2 separate regions of the Pan troglodytes genome follow, and region 1 is linked to region 2. Evidence: chromatin contacts called from public capture Hi-C data. All regions are on one chromosome and are shown on one strand. The core of a region is the stretch at or near the end of the contact, and the rest is flanking DNA. Distances in the headings are between cores, read along the strand shown. Region 1 has its middle 210 kb from the start of MIR205. Region 2 has its middle 23 kb from the start of CAMK1G.

Region 1 (3,092 bases), core at 339-2,838, 340 kb after region 2:
GGTGCCTCATTTAGATCTACAGTATCCTTATGAGTAAGCCCTAAGTTCCCTTGTGATGCTGTTGTACTAGAAAAGTTGTGATTTTCATCTAAAGGTCTTAGAACTGCCTTCTAGATTCCAAACAGAGAGACAGAAAAGAGAGGATAAAAGGAAGTTGAGAACTCCCAGGACACTAAAGGCTGACAAAACTCTAGTTATTGTACATTACAAACTATCTTCATGATCATTTAATGCAGTGCTTTCACTTTACAGATAAAGACACTAAAGCCAGGGACTGACTCCAGAAAATTTATTTCAAAATATCAAATACACCCTTGTGGTCTTGCTACAACCCCTTTCAGCACATCTTCACCTCCCTGGACATTTCTGCTCCCCAAAAGCACATGACTCTTATCACTTTTTATAGGGCCTTTCCCCCAGAGAGTTCTCAAATTCAAGACTTGGTAAGGTCTGAACATATTACCCTTATTGGATTTTCTATATTTAAGAAATCTAAATGTCCCTCATTAAAAAAAAATATATTCTCATAAAAATTTTATAACATAAAATTAATATAGGAAGGATATCATTTTATATTCTTCCATCCAGACACAACCATTCTTAATATTTTAGTAACAGTTTCCTTCCAGTCTTTTTTGCTTTTCAAATGTATCCTGGTTTCCATGTTGCATTAGGAAGCAATTTGAATAGGAGAGTTCAAAACTAAATTTCAGGCATGTGGGATCGATGTTTGGCTCTGTGAATGCACACACACATACATACACAGACACTATATATATATATATAAAATATATATTCAGAATTGTCACTATATATGTATGTGTGTGTATATATATGTATATATACACACACACACATATATATACACACACACACACATATATATATATAGTGGCCCCAGAGTGGTGTATGCTGGCACCAATGTTAATGGGCCCAGGCAGGCCTATATATATATATATGTATATATATATATACACACACACATATGTGTATATATATGTGTATGTGTGTGTATATATATCTATAGAGAGAGTGTGTGTGTGTGTGTATGTGTGTGAACATGTGTGTGTGTAGGGGTAGAAAAGGCTGGAAAGTTGGGTTTGGGGGGATGGTAGTAAACCCAACCTAGCATCTTTGAAATCCATGGCATGAGTGGCTGCCACAACTCTCTCAGACCTGGGGCTGAGTGCTTTCCTTGGCAAAGGGGTGCCCAGCAGCCCCAAACACTTAGCATAATTCATGTCCTTTGGGTGTCACTGAAATGGGGACCACAACGTGATCAAATGGTGGCTGGATAACCACGATGTCTGCTCCTGCCATCTCTGCTCATGAAAAACTACTTGGAAAAGAAGAAGCAAGAAACAGAATTAAAAAAAATTCATCCAAGAGGAGTCAGACTCCTTCGGGAACTCATCAATGCCATCTTGTCACTGGTCAAAGACAGAGCAATTGAGAGATCAGGAGCTGAGTTATCTGCTTTCTCAGTCCAGAAAGAAGAAAACTGGCTCCGTCAGGGCCAGCCGAAGGAACATGCTTCCAGGATCACACAGAGCGCCTCAGCATTTCTCGCTGTCTCCGCTGTGTTTTTCCGTTGACAATTCTGAAGCCTTGCCACAGAAACCAGCTGTCTCTGTCAACCCCAGCGTTTTCCTGTCTCTCACGCTTTCCCTCGCTTTCCATCACACAAAAGAGTTCTGTTAACTAGAAGCCTTTGCAGTGTGGCTGTTGAGGTCGTGGTGGTTAGAGCCCCTGTTGCACAAAGCTGCCGGTGGCTGTCTGGGGCTCCAGACATTTTTAAGATCAAAATCAGGAGGAAAAAATATCAAACCACTTTTTGAAGCTGCTGCTCCAGCGTTCTTTGGAGTGCCCAGTCTCCTCCCTACGCACAGCCCCAGGCACTGTCTGACCCAGCGTTTTATGCACTTATGCTCCAGAACATTTCCAAAAATACACACCCACTTTAACAAAAAGTCATCTGAGCCAGTGTTCCCTTGGCGGAAGGAGGCTCTGTTTATGCTCTAAGTCCTCTTGGTTCCAGGAGACGAAGATGGGAGGGACGTGAAACCCCCAGTTGGGTGGGCAACAGCCTCATGCTTGTTAGTCCTCTCACATCCCCACCAGGTGGAATGGCTTTCTCTGAATAAAATGGCTCCCTCTGGATAGAATGGCTCCCTCTGGGTAGAACAATTCCCCTTGACTAGAAGGGTTCCCCTTAGGTAGACTAGTTTCCTACCCCCACCCTCCCACCCCCACGCCCCCCCACCCCCACGCCCCCCCACCCCCTCGCCCCCCACCTCCTATCCCCCCACCCCCCCACTCCCCCCCTGCTGGGGTAAAATGGCTCCCCCCGGGTAGAATGGCTCCCCCTGGGTAGAATGGTTCCACTCGGGTGGCCTGGGTAGAATGGCTCCACCTGGAATGGTTCCACCTGGGTAGAATGGCTTCTTGTGGGTAGAACAGTTCTCCTTGGGTAGAATGGCTTCCCCTGGGTAAAATGGCTCCCTCTGGCTGAGCTTCTCCTGCCTCAGGACTCCTATGGCCATAGACTGCAAGGAGGAGCCCAAGCCTCTAGGCAACAAGCGGGTAACAATTCTAGTACCTCCACCCACTGGTTGGTGTGATCTTGGACACATCTTAACATTTTTTACCTTTGGTCAGTTTTCTCACCTATAAATTGAGACTTCTCTCTGGATTTATGAGAATTAAGGTAGCAACATATGCTTAAAGCCTAATACAGTGAGCACATGGTCAATTTGTGGATACAATAGCAGGTATTACTATATATAAGTTATTACTATGTCTTTCCATATCTTGATCTCCCTCCTAGTTAGGGATTCCATATGACTCATCCAACTTTTTATGTGAGGGAATCCATGTACTTAGACACATAAAGAATAGAAACATCCAATAAGGTAAAAATCTGAGCCCTAGGAGTTGCCCTGCCCCACGAGCCAGATACAATCCTGCTACTGGGCACAGAAGAAGATGACCCGAGGCTTAGGGCCCTTAGAAGGACTTCATGCCTCCAAAGATTCTTCCTCAGTCTGACTGGCTGATGCCAGAACTCCTACCACAACAGATTCTTTTCTATG
Region 2 (2,979 bases), core at 270-2,769:
AACAGGTTCAAGTGCAATTCTTCCCCAGACCTGTCTCTGGATATTTTCACCTTCTCTTCCTGACTTCATGTCCCATGCCCCCACCAGCTTCCCTGCACCCCCTGTGTTTCCAGGGTGGGAGCTCAAAAAATATTAGAGAAGAGCCACTCCTTTGTAGCAGGGAGATTTCCTTCCCAAACACGTGTGGGTGTCTAGAAGAAAGAGAGATTTATACCCACAAGTTTGAATGGTGTCCTTTTCTCTCCTCTCTCTCTGGAACACCTAGTTCATGTTTCCCCACAGAACAGCAGGCCTCCTGCCATGGAAGGCAGCACCTCTCATCTAGGGTGGGGGATATTTCTTCCTGCAGAATGTCCTCCCCTTGCATCCCCACCCCCACGTGGGAGCAGATGGACAGGGGGATGGAGCCAGTTGTTTGTTTCAGTTCTGGCTGGTGTCGGCCTGGTGGGAGAGCGTAACCAAGAAGAGAGAAGGCTTGTGGCTTTGGGAGCTTAATTAAACATATTTACAAAGTCCAGGCCTGGTTAGCTAGTGAGGAACAATGAGACAGAGGATGGTATTGCATTATAAGATTAATAAACCAATTAAAGAAAGACTGCAGCGGCCTGGTGGCCCCACTGGGGCAGGAGGCGAATTTGACAGCTGCTCTTTTTTGATGATTGCCACAAATTTCGGAAGAAAAGACAGCCTGGGCTTCCCCCAGTCCAAGAGAGAATACCCCAGGCTGTTGTCCTGTCTAATTGCTCAGACTGCTAGTCAAGTTGTTTTCCAAGCCTGTAGGTTGGATGTCATGTTTAGCCAACTGGGGGAAAACAACAACAACAACAACAACAACAACAAAAAACCCCAGCAAAACAAAAGCTACTTCTTCTTCTCTAATCCTAAAAAAAAAAAAAAAAAAAAAAAAAGCCCACATATGAGACCATTTATTTTTTCTTGGAACGCACCATTCCCAGGAAGAGTGGGATAGGATAGGCAGGGGAATTTGGGGAGCTCCTGCAGGCAGTTCACAGAAGAGCCTCGCTGGGGAGGGCCTGCCTCCCGTTGGTCTGTCTCTTGCCCGTTCTATCAACGTTAGCATGCTGCTCCACAGCTCTGGTTCTCTTGTAATCAGATTACTGTTAGAATTTTTGCACATGTTACATTATGTTTAAATGACTGCCCCTTGCCATTGCCTGGGACATAATTAGTAAAAACAGGCCCTTATGCAAAGTCCAGTGAAGACCCTGACTTTATGAAGCAACAAAACAAGCGCCTCGACTCATTAACCATAGGCCATAGGCCTCTCTTTTCGTACGACCTCCCCTCCTCATTAACATTATTTTCTCAAGACCCCTAAAGGCATGCGCCTTTCCTAAACACTCCTGGGCCAGGGCCCAAAAGCTCCTGCTCAAAACCAGGAGAGAGGCTGTGAACACAGTTTCCCTACATGATGGGAAGTGTGAGTTAGAAGCCCGCACCTTCGGTGATAGCCAAAAGCATAAGACAGTGTGTCGGGGCTCCTTTCCCTTGCTTAGCTGTACCAGCCCTGGGAGCTCAGGGGCCCCAGTGTTCGTGGCATCAGCTGCCTAGGCTTGGTTTTCACAGCTGTCAGACTGCTCCTATCAGGAGCTGAAAGGATGCTAAGATGGCCATGCAAGTTTCAGAAAAGGTTCTGGGTATTTCAGTTCCTTCATTTGAAAAAAAAGAAAAAGAAAAAAAAGGGGGATAGTAACATAGTAAAATCAATTCTGCCCACTTTATAACATTGGCAGAGAAGCAAGGCAAATAATGTACTTGGAGAGTTCTAGGTAAACATGACTATTTGTTGTTATCAGGCAGTGCCTTAATTCCTTCCTATCTGGGATAAAATAAGGAATGAATGACTCAGACTGACTTGGGTCTTACCAATTGTGATCGTGGCAACTTGTTGGGACTCTCAGACCCTCATTTTTAAATGGGAATGACAATGCTTGAGGTCGAAATGTGGCTTTTGGCATCATGATGAGGTTTTTGTCCCTTCCTAGCTGCTTAGTCTTGCAAGATTTATATTCTTATCTGAAAAATGAGATAATTCCCACCTCATAGGATTATTCTAGAAATTGATTAAATCACTTATGTAAAGTTTCCAGCTCTGTGTCTGGTACATAGTAAATGCTTAGTGTAATAATCACCACATATAAAAATAATCTTTTCTTTTTTTTTTTTTCTTTATTGAGACAGGGTCTTTCTCTGTTGCCCAGGCTGGAGTGCAGTGACAGGATCACAGCTCACTGCAGCCTCAACCTCCCGGGTTCAAGCAATCCTCCCACCTCAGCCTCCTGAGTAGCTGGGACTACAGTCACACACCACCACACCCAGCTAATTTTTGTATTGTTTGTAGAGATGGGGTTTCCTCATGTTGTCCAGGAGGGTCTTGAATTCTTGAGCTCAAATGATCTGCTTGCCTCTTCCTCCCAAAGTGCTGAGATTATAGGCGTGAGCCACCTGGCCCAGACAATAATCTCGATTTTTCTTGTTAATAAATGAGATTATCTAGACAGCATCCTGCACAGTATCTAGCACATGGCAGATATTCAATAAATAAAGGTTTCCACCTTCTCTCCTTCCTAAATAAATGAAACCAGTCCATATAATAAAAAACCTGGCCCAACTCAGTTTTCTTTTGAACAGAAAGGCTATTGCAGCATAGAATGGTTAGAGCCTGAGAAGGTCACATACCTTTAAAAACTGCTCCACAGGGTCACTGCTTTCTCCAGGAGAAAAGAAATGGACATAAGAGGCCGGGCACCATGGCTCACGCCTGTAATCCCAACACTTTGGGAGGCTGAGGCGGGTGGATCATGAGGTCAGGAGATCGAGACCATCCTGGCCAACATGGTGAAACCCCATCTTTACTAAAAATACAAAAATTAGCCGGGCGTGGTGGCATGCATCTGTAATCCCAGCTACTCAGGAGGCTGAGGAAGGAGAATCGCTTGAACCTGAGAGCCAGAGGTT

What was found. Capture Hi-C pulls out chosen DNA fragments and counts their contacts.
Region 1: a contact with region 2 is called in a capture Hi-C map of stem cell-derived neural stem cells, with 2.5 times the contacts expected there. The contact joins two enhancer-like sites. A contact is called at or near these places in 2 of 7 Hi-C or Micro-C datasets (induced pluripotent stem cells and stem cell-derived neural progenitor cells) and 1 of 1 other capture datasets (stem cell-derived neural stem cells).

What each region holds. Positions count from the first base shown.
Region 1 is chr1:39,889,828-39,892,919 of NHGRI_mPanTro3-v2.0_pri, forward strand. No RefSeq gene overlaps it. Among named protein-coding and RNA genes, the nearest start is that of MIR205, 210 kb to the left of the region's middle. Within about 2 kb of position 1,589, at least 4 of the 24 cell types and tissues checked have an H3K27ac peak or open chromatin away from gene starts, as enhancers often do. A contact at or near this core is called in stem cell-derived neural stem cells, where this site is marked.
Region 2 is chr1:39,550,057-39,553,035 of NHGRI_mPanTro3-v2.0_pri, forward strand. No RefSeq gene overlaps it. Among named protein-coding and RNA genes, the nearest start is that of CAMK1G, 23 kb to the left of the region's middle. Within about 2 kb of position 1,520, at least 1 of the 24 cell types and tissues checked has an H3K27ac peak or open chromatin away from gene starts, as enhancers often do. A contact at or near this core is called in stem cell-derived neural stem cells, where this site is marked.